Linked DNA regions of Mus musculus: region 2 is linked to region 1. A link is a contact called in public Hi-C data. All regions are on one chromosome and are shown on one strand. The core of a region is the stretch at or near the end of the contact, and the rest is flanking DNA. Distances in the headings are between cores, read along the strand shown. Region 1 has its middle 19 kb from the start of Gm25587. Region 2 has its middle 130 kb from the start of Mettl25.

Region 1 (7,254 bases), core at 1,711-4,210:
CCTACCAACATTTAACAACAAAAATAAAGATATAGACATCAAGCTATTTCTCCAGCATCATGACTCCGGCGTAACACCATGCTTCCCACCAGGATGATAAGAGCCTAAGCCTCTGAAACTGTAAGGCAGACCAACTAGATAAGATAATCACTTTCTCATTAAAATAAGACATAGATGCCTATGCTGAAGTTGACTGAAGTCGTGGGCTGGAGGACAATAGAGAAAGTTCTGGTACTGTGTAGAAATTTGGAAAAAGGTCAATGACTTGGAAAAAATAAACAAACATGCTTGAAGATGTTATATGGTAACCATTCAGGAATTAAGGCATAGGTAATTATTAAAGAATGGGTTACTGTGTGTTGGGATTCCCCTTGAAAACACAACAAAAAATAACTTACTGTTGTTTAAATCTTACCTTAAATTACATCATACCTATAAATTGCAAAATTCAGATATCAAAATAAATGAGGAGTTACTATTTTGCCACAAATACTCCTAAGAACTCCCCTACATCTACCTGACATTTAGTTTTCAATCCTATTTTTTAAAGGATCATGATTCTGTTTTATAGATTTCTTTTAGCAATTAGGATGTTCTGGTCGTAGAAACGCAAGAAGAATGACTTTGTTGGTATGACTAGCACAAGACCAATACAACACTTTAACTTCTTGCTGACAGGTGCACTTGGCAATCCCACCCAAATTCACTTGGCACACCCTCAGATCTGACACATGCTCTAGGGTTGTTCTGAATGGACGCCTTGTAAAATTTTAATTTTTAAAACCATATTTGGGCAGCTTAAGAGACTCACCACTAGAAATATGTAGAGAGTAACTTCTCTTTATAGATCCCCTTGCATTTTACCATGGTCCTGTCTGCCTCATATCCTTCACAGTTTTGTTTGTTTGCTTGCGAGGTTTGCTCACAAAACTTGGAAAGGTGTCCCTCGGTGATCACCAAGAGCTGTTACTTTTAAGAGGACAATATGAGAATGTAAGCTTAGCAGGACAAGGAGGGAGAAAATGAATGGATTAATTCCAAGTAAGCAGAGGCTGGATACACTGTATACTTGTCTGAAGTGGTTAAAATAAACAGCAATAGTAATTTTACAATGGTATTGACTGTTCATGTTAAATGGACTTTGGCATCAAATACCTATATTCAGCTCTGTTCTGCCACTTATCAGGTGTTAGAAGAGTTACTGTCCTCTTTTGAATCTACTAGGATAATAAAAGTTATATATCATAGAGAATCCCCTATCACTCAGTACTCGTGACATTGTATGGTCTTCTAGCTCTTGTATCATTTGTCTGGAAGTGTAGTGTAGATGGATCCCTGTTGAAGGCTGGCTCCCCTTCATTGCACTCCTTTGGGGGAGCGGGTTACACATTTTTGCTTGAGGCATGTTTCAGGGCCAGACAAAGTACCATGTGGTAATTAGAATCTGTCTCAGCAGCTTAATAAGCTGGGGCTCTTCGCAAAGGAGTGATTATCAAGAAAACCAAGAAGAAAAATAAATTATTGACACTATACAGAGACAAAATGAAATTGTCTTATTCTCATACTATTTTTAAAATTAGATGCCCTGCCTATCTGTTCCTGGGACTACTATACTTGGGCCCGAGACTATTTTCATGACTGGGCTAAATAGCAAGCAGATCTGTCTAGAAAGGCTGGCAAACCTGGTAATGACTTATAGAAGGAGACTGAGGTGCCTGCTTGTCTGAATAACTTTAAGGACTTGGCAGATGGTTCTCAAGGACATGTTAATTGTAGTCCTCAGAAACTGAGACGATAGCTAATGACCTCTGAAGTATGCTTTCGTTCTTGAGTCTATGAGAGTCCAGTCTTCGTTTACCTTACTATGATATATTTTACATATGATGTGAATATGATTCTTTCTAATTGCACAGAACATTACTGCCAAGGATGGCTGTGGATGGGGCTCCTCACTGTCTTCTGTACAAGGCCATAGCCCTGCCTGTTGTTTAAATTAGCCTTTCATGCAACCACTAACTCACGTCTAGTGCTGATTCAAGCCAGAAACAGTAATTTTATTTATATGATGTCTTGCATAGAGAGCAGGCTAGTAAAAGAAAAACAAATCTCAAATGGACAATGGATTAAATCAAAGCTGCTTTGTACTAGGAAGATATCCAGTGCCGTATGGGAGAAACTCTCCGTAGAGGCTTAGAGTGACTCCGACAATATTAATTACCCAGCAGACAGCTTATCCATTCTCAGAGACGTCAGAACAATGCTTAGTAAACTTAAGTCTTAGAGTAATATCGTCCAGCTGAATGGTGCAGAGCACAGCGGCTTTAGCTGTCATGTTGCTGGTTTGGTTTAAAAAAAAAAAAAAGCATTTTCGAGGCAATATTTCAACAGATAGGATCAGTTCAGACAGTTCAAAAGTTCAACATAAACATACTTCATACCTCCTTTCGAGACACTGAAGGAAGGCCGAGTGAGAGAAATACTTACATCTGACTCCATTGGGATGATAAAACACACACAGTGGATTAAATACGTTTAGCTCCTGTCTCCTTTAAGATTCTTTTCCCTTGCCTTATACGTCTAAATGATGTCACTGACAGAAAACTGCATTTTATATCAGAGGTAAAGGAGACTGACTTGATGGTAGGGTTAGCAAAAACATGTTGCCACTTACTGAAAGGAAACCAAAAACCTGCTTCCATGAATGAAGTCATAAGTAATCTTGCCTGACGGGAAGGAGTCAGTTCAAAGTAGTATCTGAAAGGACTCCGGGTTTTTGATGGATTTTAATAACAGCATGAGAGAAAGCTCTTCGCAGTCAAGCGTTATTGCTTTATTCTGTCCACAGGATCTAGCCTTTCACCGTGATACATTTCGCTGGGGCAGAGGAAGGTTCTCCCAGGGAGAAGGACTGTGACAGGGTTGTCTTTGTTCATTCGGGGGTTGGGGGGGGGTGCTGTTGGAAGAGACTGTGTGAATCCATCTTCAGATTTGGCATTTTGATAATGGAAATGAGGGGAATGAAGCAGTGCTGTCTTGGTCTCATTTCTGCGGGATTCACCGTGTTTAGAACAGTAGCGTGTAAGTGGATAGATTTTAGTCTTTAAAGAGTTCAGTGAATGCCTTTCTCTGGTTGGATTGATCGTGGAAAACTTTTAAATCGCTGGCTCTTTATATGCTTTCAGAGTAGCATGGTGAGACTGAGTAGCCGGCTGATGACATAAATGAAATTTCTACTGCACTTCCTGCAGATGGCTTCCTGCTCCTCCTAACCCTATTATCTAATCACCGGGGATGCTATTCTTTGAGTCAGATTGGATTAAAACTGTTGGGAAGTCATTCCAAACAGGCACTAAAAATTCATTTCCATCTTAAAATGCATCCTTGAGCACCAAGCCCAAACATTTGGGAATGTTAAAGAGATGTGTTAGGAAATAGGCTTTTATCTAAAAGCCAGTAGGAAGACAGAGGAATAGAAGCTTATGAGCTAAAGAAAAGTTTAAATCTCATTTAAATCTAATTTAATTTGAAAACAACAACAACAACAAAAGAAGATTTGTTTGTGATTCCATGGAAAGGGCCTTGTAAAGAGATTTGAAGCATTCCTCTGTCTGATTCAAAGAAATGTAACCCTATAAACAGAACAAACTTCAGAAATATTTCAACTTATCACTGCAGTTTGTAGTTACTTATGGAAATGTAAGAACATTAGAAGTAATTGTATCATCAAGAGTGTTATTAGACGCGTTCTCACGACCGGCCAGGAAGAACACCACAGACCAGAATCTTCTGCGGCAAAGCTTTATTTCTTACATCTTCAGGAGCCAGAGTGCAAGAAGCAAGAGAGCAAGAAGCAAGAGAGAGAGAAAACGAAACCCCGTCCCTCTTAAGGAGCATTCTCCTTCGCCTCGGACGTGTCACTCCCTGATTGGCTGCAGCCCATCGGCCGAGTTGACGTCACGGGGAAGGCAGAGCACAAGTAGTCATAAGATACCCTTGGCACATGCGCAGATTATTTGTTTACCACTTAGAACACAGCTGTCAGCGCCATCTTGTAACGGCGAATGTGGGCGCGGCTCCCAACACAAGAGTTCTTCTTCTTCTTCTTCTTCTTCTTCTTCTTCTTCTTCTTCTTCTTCTTCTTCTTCTTCTTCTTCTTCTTCTTCTTCTTCTTCTTCTTCGGATTATGAATGTTTCTGTCAAAGTGGATTCAGAAATATACATATTGTTCAAAGCCTCTTAGAAGTTTTTGTAAAAAATATAGATCTATCATACAATGTTCAAATAAGAAAGAAAAGAAACTTACCTTAAAAGTCAATGGGAAGCAAGGAAGACCGTTTAAATGGTAAGAACACTTGCTGTGCAAGCTATCCAACCTGAGTTTCCTCCCTGAGATCTTACATAAAAGAAGCCAGCTGCAGCAGCAGTGGCTGGCACCTGTAATCCCAGCACTACTGTGGTGAAACTGAGGTCAAGGGGAGCTCCGGCCAGCCAGAGACTTGGCTATGAGTCTGAGAAATACTGAGTACAGAAAGACATGGACCTCAAAAGGTAGGAGATGTGAACCAACTCTTAAGAAATCTTTACCCTAACCTCTACATGAACAATAGGTCATACATATGCCTACACACACACACACACACACACACACACACACACACACACGCATGCACGCACGCACACACACACACACACACACACACACACACACCACATACGTGCGTGAACAATAAATAAATCTTTCTAAAAATTAAATATAAAGTGACAATGACAAGAATTCTGACACTATGACTGCCCAAAGTTTCATATTTTGAATAACATGACCACTTGAAAGTTGAAGCCCTTCATAGGATAGATTTTAAAGCACATGCAGGAGGTAATGAGAAAGCAGTCTGACCATATCATAACATTTCTAAAAACGATCATGTGGTTTTGAATATAAAACTCCCTATATTGACAAACCAGGTCAAAGTTACACGCTAGTGCTTGTAAATTAGAATTTTACCTTAATATAAACACACAGATACACACACCCACTGTGATTTAAGGTGTGTAGAGGCATGGCAACTATAAATAAGAGCGTTCACTGACCAGTACTGTTGATCAGTAAACATCTCTAAAACCCATTCTAGTGTGTAAAGACTAGAAACATTCATTACAGAAGAGAACTAAACTGTTCCATTCAGCCTATAGAGGCAGACAGAAGAGAGCAAACATCTTGCCAGCAATTATGAGAGATGCTGTAATTTTCCTTTCCAATGCTCCCTTGACCTGATCTAACCTCTTAACCTGCCCCCCTTCATTATCTAATAACCACAACCCCATTTATCCTATACATCCAGACATGAGTTGATGTAAGTTGTTCTGGTTGAATACCTACAACAGTGCCTATTTTCAATAATAATCAAGACTTAGTAATAACATTGTGTACAGGAAAACTCCTTTTTATACAGCTAGCACATTGAATGATTTATAAATATTTTTGAGAATATTAATAAGGGTTAAATAAAAGCAAATATTTGATAGGACCTATATATTATCATTGAACATTGATAGTGATGGAGAAAAAAATATTTTTGTATTGCTCCCAAAGAATGGAATCTTCTTTCTACTTTATGGATAGCTTGGGAATATTGCCTACAGCAAAGGAAATAAGTAGATGGTTTTATCTAATGTAGACATTAATAATTTATATTTGTTGAATGCTTAAAATTCCTTTAAGCTATTTCATACATAACACTCACATTAATATTACATGTTATCAATAAGTAAGTGTTCGTCAACTGTCTGCATAGTACAGAAATGTTACAATAGAAGACACATGAAAATAGATCAAATGATCTAGACCCTAAATGAGTTCTTTGTCTTTTCTTGTAGTCAACAATATCTATATTGGAAAAATTAAATGATAATTCTTTATTAATAATGATGCTGACTGGACTCATATACCAGGCCTTAAATCCAGTTCAAATGAACTATCATGCCACTATTGCACATATGAATCTTCCTTGGCATGTTGATATTTTACTTCAGAGAGTTCACAGCTGATTAAGCCTCCTGCTGTCCTGCACAAGCCCCATAGCACCTTCTAGAACACTGAAAGTTAACCAGTACGAAATAGTTACAGCTCATTTTCAGCTCGAATTCTCCAGATTGGACAACCAAGGTATGTGGTACCTTTAGGACTAGGTTCTTAGATTCTGGTTCTAGTAGAGAGTCAAGCAGAAAGATGAAAACCTGAACTGTCTGGTTGACATCCTGAGGTCCTTTAACCAACAGCTCAGTGTCACAGGCAGTGTCACATACTCGAGACTGGGGTTTTTCTTAGTATCTTACTGCTTCTGGAAATAGTATCATCTAGCCATGAAAGACATCTGCTGACATTCATGCATGGAGGAGGGGCTTGGGGGTTTCTATTTTGCTGAACTATTGGCTACTAATATATTCTGGGAGAGATAGCCACTGTCTTTTGTTGTGTTTGTACTGATGACCCCACAGGCTTCAGAGGACATTTCCAAACATGTAGTCACACAGATGAACCTGGTCTGTGGGTCACAAACAAACAAAAAAGACATTAACATGGGAAAAGGGATAAGAAAGAGGGAGGTGAGAGGAGAGGGAGGGGAATGAGTAAAGGCTGAAAGAATTTTTAATGAACTATATAAATGTATTAAAGTATCAAAGAAATTTAATTAATAAAACATGTACGTATGACCATGCAAAAAAACTTTCTTGCTGAAAATTAATAGAAAAAGTTTTCTTTCTCCAACCCCATAAGATCTTACTGCTCAAACATAAATATGATTAATATTAAACATACATGAGATTTAAAATACAAAAATGGATACAGCAATATATTTGTTCACATGTATACATTTTCAGTATTCAAGATTAATAATGGTATTTAGAGATTATCCACATGTACAATCATATCTGAAAGAGACAATAGGTAATTTGAGATATTTCTATTAAATGTAATAATAGCTTCCTCAAAGGGTCCTTTCTCCCAAATCACATCTTTTTTTTTAATGATTTTTCTAGTTAGATTCTAGTTAATGATTCATCTGTAGTTTTTCTTATCTAACAAATAAGTAAATAATTTCTTCTCTCTCTTCTCTCTCTTCTCTCTCTCTCTCTCTCAATCTCTCTCATTTTTTATTTCTTTGTTTGTTTTTTGGTTTTTTGGTTTTTTTGTTTTTGTTTTTGTTTTTGCTTTTGTTTTTGCAGAATTGAAAGTGTCCCTGCATTTGGTCTTAA
Region 2 (7,254 bases), core at 3,416-5,915, 690 kb after region 1:
CTAATAAAAAAAGAACATTTAAAATAAGAAGAGCACAAGGAGGAGATAAAATTTAGACTAAGTCAAAGAAATCAGTCTTGGTACCAATTAAAAGCTAAAGACAGATGAAGAAAAAAAATTGTCACTAGGGGCTGACCTAGGGGACCATGGCAAACAGGGACAGTGTTATGGGTAAGTTATAGAGGCCAAGAAGAGAAGCCAGAAGCGAAAATGTTTGAGGCATCAGTGAGGTAGGATGAGGGGTCTGTACTTACTCAGCATTCAGGCTAGTAAGTCATGGACCCAGAGCTGGAACTGAGGCTGCAAACACTATCCCAAATCCTGTAATTGCACTTGCAGAGTAAAGCGGATAATATACAAAGGAAATGAAACGATTTGACGAGGGCAATGGCCTTAGTTCCTTGGCTTTCACAGTGCTTCGGGTAGAGTTTATTTCCTTAATAAAGGCAATGGTTAGCAAAACTCATCCCTTAGGCTATAGCTCTTGTATTGTGAAAAATCAGAAGCTTATGGAAAATCCTGGTAGGTTGTAATATGTACACAATATCATATCGGAGGTAATATTTGACAATATCTGAAGAGATGTTTATTGCTTGCCATAATTCCAAAAGAATATTCCAGAAATTTAGTGGATACAGAACAAGGAGATGCTAAGTATGCGCCAATGAATGGGCCACTATAACAAGAGTTTTTTTCATGGACCACGCCCATAGTACTAAGACGAAGAAACGATAGTTAGGATGGGAGAGATGCTGCAGTAGTGAAGAGGTTTTTCTTTTTTTTATTTTTAATTGAAAAATGTTTTTCCTCACCTAATATATCCTGATAATCACGATTATAGTTTTTTCTCCCTCTACTTTCTCCAGTTTCTCCCCCCCCCCTTCTTCCCTTTCATGCTGATCCACTACCTTCTGTCTCTCATTAGCAAACAAACAAGTTTTATGTGATAATAATAAAATATAATATAATAAGACAAAGCAAAAATAACAAATTAGAACAGAGTAAAATAAACAAATAAGCAGAAGAACCCAAGAAAAGGCACAAGAAACAGATGCAGATGCAGAGACCCATACACTCTGGAATCTCAGAAGAAACACTAAACTCGAACCCATCATATCCACGCAAAGGGCCTGTAGGGTAGAAAGGGAGAACATGTATGCATAAAATAAAATAAAATAAAATAATAAAATAAAAATAAAATGAAAATTAAAAAATGGAAAGACAAGACGAAAGAAAGCAAGACGTTGGCATGGCATTATGAGTCAGGGACCCTCCAAAGATACCATTGCTAATATTCTTGTACAAGACCCAGTGTGGTTCCCAGCAGCCATCAGCAGCTCATAACCATCAGTAACTCCAGGTCCAGGGTAACTGACATCCTCTTCTGACTGTCCCAGATACCAGTCATACATGTTTATACATATGTACATATATGCAGGCAAACTCTCATACATTTAAAATAAATCTAAAAAATGAAGAAAGAAGCACAATGTCTCCCTAAACAAGACCTGAACAAGGATAATGACAATAGATTTGCTAATGTGGAAGAGGGAAATCTCACGGCGGCTGGGGGTAAAGGTGGAATGAGGGAGGGCGCTAAGGAATGTGAGAGAGGGAGAAATTGTCTTCCCCAGCGATGAGAGCAGTAATTGATTATCCAGTACCAAGTGGCCAACCCTGAAATCATACATGCATAATCAATCAATAATGGACTCATCAGGTAGTATTTGCATATTTATGCATTTAAATTGTATACCAAAAATAAAGAGAAAGAGGCTATAGATTCGTGGGGTAGTTGCAGGGGCACATGGGAAGGGTTGGAGGGATAAAAAGAAAGGGAGGAAATGATATAATTCTATTTAGTTAAGAAATAAAGAAGCTGGAGAGATAGCTCAGCAGTTAAGAGCTCACTGTCTGCCTTTCCCAAGGTCCTGAGTTCATTTCCAACAACCATAGGGAACCATCCATAATGTGATCTAGTGCTACCTTTTGACATGTGGGTATACATTCAGATAGAGCACTCATAAAATAAATAAATCTTAAATTTAAAAGAGTTACAAAAAAGAATTAAAAATGAAACTCTCTTATAGGTCAAAAGTATCAATGTTTCACCTCTTTTTATAGGTCACCCCCAAAGCCCCTTAGGGTAGAAAACAAGCATTTCACTAGACAGAATATTCATAAACTGCAATCAGTGATTTCTGTTAAAGTTTAAGCTTGAAAAAACCAGAAATGAGGACGAATGTTTTTGCCATGTTTGTCACAGAATACATATGGGGAATTGCTATGTTCTCAGCTCTTGAAAGGCCTCTTCAACAATGGAATATATCCTGGGCCAGGTTATGTTGACTATAGTGTGCTTATGAATCATTCATAATTGCAGTAAGTAATTTGGTTATTGAGACTTAGTAGTCAGAAAGAAAGGCATAATATTTTATCTCTATTCACCTTGGCATGAAAAATCAAATGAAATTATATCTGAACTAATCTGAAAGATAAAGTCACCATAATTTCATAAAACCTCATTCTTATTTTAATCTTTAAAATATGTTTTATATTGTTGAGTGTTTTGCCTGTATGTACATGTGTATATCACTTGCATGCTTGTTATGGATGATTGTCACCTACTGGGTAGGTGCTGAGAATTGAACCCAGGTCTTCTGGAAGAGCAGCCATGTGTTCTAAACACTGAACCTTCTGTCTAGCACCCCAATTCATGTTTATACTTCACAATATTTAAAGCATTTTCTTCTAGCTACATTCTGTGCATATTAACTTAATAACACTTTGAATTCTAATTTGGAAATGTTAAAGACTAAAATAGCAAACTGACTTTAGACAAAACAAAACTCAGAACGATTCTCAGAGTCCATAGTTTTGTTTGGTAATGGTTTCAGTTGTCTGTGACCCAGATAAGGCTGCATAATAAACAATTACAAAACCAGAGTGTCATAGGGAATTAAGTATTTTATGGCTCACGTGTCTAGAATCAGCTGGGGGCTGGCCAGGAGACTCTGTCTTGGCTTAGTTATCTCAAATATCTTGAGGTTGGCTAGTTGTCAACTAGTTTAAGATACCTTGGCTGAGACTACCAGCTCTGCTTCAAATCTGCCTCTCTTTCTGTAGTCTCCGCATGAGCTTGTTCTCATGGTAAGGATAGAGAATGAGCTTCGGTATATACCATGCCTGCGAGCATTGTCAGTGGTGAAAGGAAGCCATATGGCTAAACCTGGGTTCAAAGGCTGGGAGATCAACACTTGTTTCCACGGTGAATAGATACTTGTTTCCATGGTGAATGGATAAAGTTACACAGTGGAGGATGTGAGAAGATGGGGGGGGGGGGATGATACTGATGTAGGACAGAGGAAATATCAGGGTTGGACATCACCAAGGGATTCTGGAGTTTTAGGTGAATGAATTTATTGTTCGCTACTCTGTATGCCCTTCTTGAAACAAAGTGCCCATGTTATATATGGTTAGAAGGATATAGACAGATATTTTGTTGCCAGGGCTGTGCAAAAGATCTTGCATTAGAGCTTGCCTCTCTATTTTTTCCCCCCAGAATTGATGAGACCCATGGCAGGTTTCTCTACAGTGGATAATCGTAAGGAAAAGTGCCATCACCAGGAAAAGGCAGTTCCATGGGAAGTCTCTCTCTCTCTCTCTGTCTCTCTCTCTGTCTCTCTCTCTCTCTCTGTCTCTCTCTCTCCTCCCATTGGGTGGGGCAAAGTACGTCAAACAGAGGAGATGGTGGCAGCATAAGCTAAGGAGAATCTGGGTCCCTGAATTTGCACAGAGAGTTGTCAGCCAGCCATTACTCACAGCTTGAGCGTAGTGCATGACCTTGAAAGGCAATTTTGTCAAAACACTGGGTAAGGCACGTACCAGATATCTCAGCAGTCAGGAGATTTAGGCAGAAAACAATCATGCCTTTGAGGCCAGCCTGGGCTACGCAGAAAGACAATGCCCATCTTCCTCAATCTTTTCTTTATTTTTATATTTATTACATTAGAAATCACTACACCCATGAACTACTGTGTCGACAATAGAAATATCATCTATTAAAAATTTTAAACCTAAGAATTAAAAGGTGGTCTTTCTGGCATTACCAACCATAAACTTATTCCCCTTTGCAAAGGATGTGTTATTCATTATTAAAAACAAAAAAAAGAAAAGTACAGATTCTACCATCAAAATATAGCTCCACTTTTACTTGTTAGTTAAGTTGTGCTTAGAGAAAATGGTTTAAGCTTTAAACTTCCTTTGGGGAAAGTGGACAGCAATCATTCCGTTCTACAGCTTCACTGTGCTTTGTAAACTGTGGTAGCCACAAACCACATTAGCCCTATGCTGACTTACCTCTAACTGTGTAGTTAAAAACTAATGCAGTCGGGAAAAAAAAGTTATAACACGGAGCATAAGGCTCAGAGTAAATCAGGGCAAAAACAAACATTTGAGACTTTTTTAAGAGCTCCAAACACATAGTGGTATGAAGAGACCACAAAGCCGTTTCACAAATACACAAATGTAACTGTGTTGGGATCTGATAACAGTCTGAGGTTCACTTTCCAACATTTTGACATAAAAAAGGATTTGTATTAACTAAGTCAACTTGAAGAATTTTTATGCCATTTCTAAGAAATTCTGGTTTTTGAAGTTCTAGTACACCAACATCTTGTATTCATTATTTTATTTATGCTTTTTTCCCTATGACTTGAATATTGGTTCAATTATGCAAAGCTTCCAAAAGGAAAGCTTCATATTGAAAACTTCTGACCCTTTTGTGCATTTTATTAACCAATCAAACAAATGTTCGGGGTCTTTGGGGATTTTCTTTTTTCTTTTTCTTTTTTCCGCCTGTGAAATGTTAGACTGTGGTAGATGACGCCCTCTACTGGTCATATGAGGTATAGCCAAGGCGATTTGACTCAGCAATTTCTTTTCTTTCCTGCATAAGAAGAACGAAGAAGTAAAAGCTTAGGAGAAGTAACAGCCCTGGCTGGTTTTAATGCAGATTTGAGTTTTACATTCAATAAGCCCTTTAGCTCAAGAAATGCATTTTTGATCTCACTCCCGTCTGTGTTAATTTAGCTTTTATTTTTAGGGCAAAAATGCAAATTTGGTATAGATTTCATAAAACATGTATTTTGATTATCGAATGTAATACTTGGAACTGTAGTTTTCAAGGTGAGTGCTGTTGAGCACTTCTGCATAACCCATGCCTGGGGTGATAGACCGGCCTTCTGCCCTGAAAAGAGGAACGAAGGTAGATCTTACTACAAGTATCTTTTAACCTTAGGAAGTCAAGCTTGATGGAGATTTACTTTTACAAGTGATGGCTTGTAAATAAAAAACCAAGCATTCCATAAGTGAGCAGTAAGAGGGGATATTCTGTAGCCTAAGCATTCCAGGATTCGGATTGATTTATCATATGATATAAAATTTAAAAAAAATAAAATAAACTTTTCCAGTATTGGGGATTAAACCAAGGTCCTTTGAATGCTAGGCAAGGAGTCTACTGAGCTGCATACTCAAGCTTCTCTGTTCTGTAGTCTAGGTGTGTGTGTGTGTGTGTGTGTGTGTGTGTGTGTGTAGAGGCCTGCCTACCACACATGGGCACCATCATACCCTGGTGGTGTTACGTGAGTAGTAGGGATTGAAGGAAGGTCCTTAGTCCTGTAGCGTGCTGTTTTACTAAATGAACCATCCCTCAATACAGGACTGGAACTACTTGGATTCTCCTGGCACAGCATGCAGAGAGTCTGGGAATAAGAGCATTGCAAACATTGAATTCTGGAAGATTAAAATTTAAGCACACATTGACTTTCAGGCTAACAAGATAAGGAGCAAAAATATTCATTAAGGAAATAAAGACACACTTTCCGTGCCCTTAGAGCTGAACATTCCAGAAAGTTGTCTGCAACTCTTGGCAAGAGAATACTTATCTAGTCCATGTTTTGCTTTGCTTTCTTGAGACAAGGCCTGCCTGTGTGGCTCTGGATGGTCTTGAACCCATGGCAATCCTCCTGCCTCAGACTTCTGAGTGCTGAGATTGTCAGTGTGAGCCACCAAGCCTGGCTTAGATAATTTAAAGTGTTGGAGCAGCTAAGACTAATATCCAAATGGACAGGCAGAAGGGCAGAGTGTAGTTAAATGCAGGTGTCCTTAATGTGGGTTTTCAAATGACCAGATAAAGAAAAGTTGACTCTTTACGTTTCTTTCTTTCACTGCAAAACCATTCAATCATCATAAATAAGTTCTTTTTCCACCACAGGCCATATGCCTTTAAAAAAAAATACTAAAATTCCTAAATTACAAAACTTCTTCAAGCTCCACTCACATCTCTCTAAGAGGTATTTATCAGAAGGCAATGCCAGTCAAAACAAGAAATCCTAGAACTTCAGTGGCTTTTATTGGATGATAGAGATGCATCCTTGTCATACATTGTCTTATGAAAATTTTAAGAAGAGGACGGGGTAGCTAGAATTCTGCATTTGCAAATTAGAAGCTTCACTAATGTTTCCCAATGCTTGTGACAAAATTGATCACAGACAGATAAAATCTTAGCTTTATCAAGTCCTTGAATGTAGGGTGAAAACTTACTTTATTCCAAATAATCTATTAGCTAAGTACAAAATAAAATACCGCTCTGCATTAAATGTTCACTAAAAATTCTTTCTGTCTCAGGTCACAAGGTATTTGCCTTTTACTTAGACAGGGAAAGCTCTTAAATTATTTTAATAGTCATTCAGTGTTTAAAAAAAGTATATAGCAACAGCACACAGCAATCCGGTGATTTCTATAGATAAGGTTTGGTTGGTCATCATATTTTTACTGTTCCACAGTGCAACTAGAATTCCAAGGTAAGTGAAGACATTGTTTCATGAAGAAGCTAAGTATATTACATTTTAGAGCCTGTAATTTATACTGCTTGTGCTGTCAATTACAGGGGCTGGTTCAGTTTGTACAACAGTTGTTCTGCAAGCATAAGAACTTGATAACTCACCCCCAGCATCCGTGGAAATGCTGGACATGGCAGTGCACATTCAGAACTCCACACTGGGCATGGTGGTCCACCTTCACAGTTCCGTGCTGGGCACGGTGGTCCACCTTTATATACCTGTAAAGCTTGGGTGCTGGAGATTAAACTGCCTGATCCGTGAAGTTTGCCGGCCAGCCTGTTTAATCAGTGGTAGGCTCTGAGTTCAGGGAGAGACCCTGGGGCAACAGCTAAGTTGGCAAGAGATAGAAAAG

The links. Hi-C and Micro-C count contacts between places; a contact is called where the count stands out from the background.
Region 2: a contact with region 1 is called in a Hi-C map of the N1E-115 cell line, with 3 times the contacts expected there. The contact joins two enhancer-like sites.

Annotation. Positions count from the first base shown.
Region 1 is chr10:105,018,026-105,025,279 of GRCm38.p6, forward strand. No RefSeq gene overlaps it. Among named protein-coding and RNA genes, the nearest start is that of Gm25587, 19 kb to the right of the region's middle. Within about 2 kb of position 2,961, at least 12 of the 459 cell types and tissues checked have an H3K27ac peak or open chromatin away from gene starts, as enhancers often do. A contact at or near this core is called in the N1E-115 cell line, where this site is marked.
Region 2 is chr10:105,710,161-105,717,414 of GRCm38.p6, forward strand. No RefSeq gene overlaps it. Among named protein-coding and RNA genes, the nearest start is that of Mettl25, 130 kb to the right of the region's middle. Within about 2 kb of position 4,666, at least 12 of the 459 cell types and tissues checked have an H3K27ac peak or open chromatin away from gene starts, as enhancers often do. A contact at or near this core is called in the N1E-115 cell line, where this site is marked.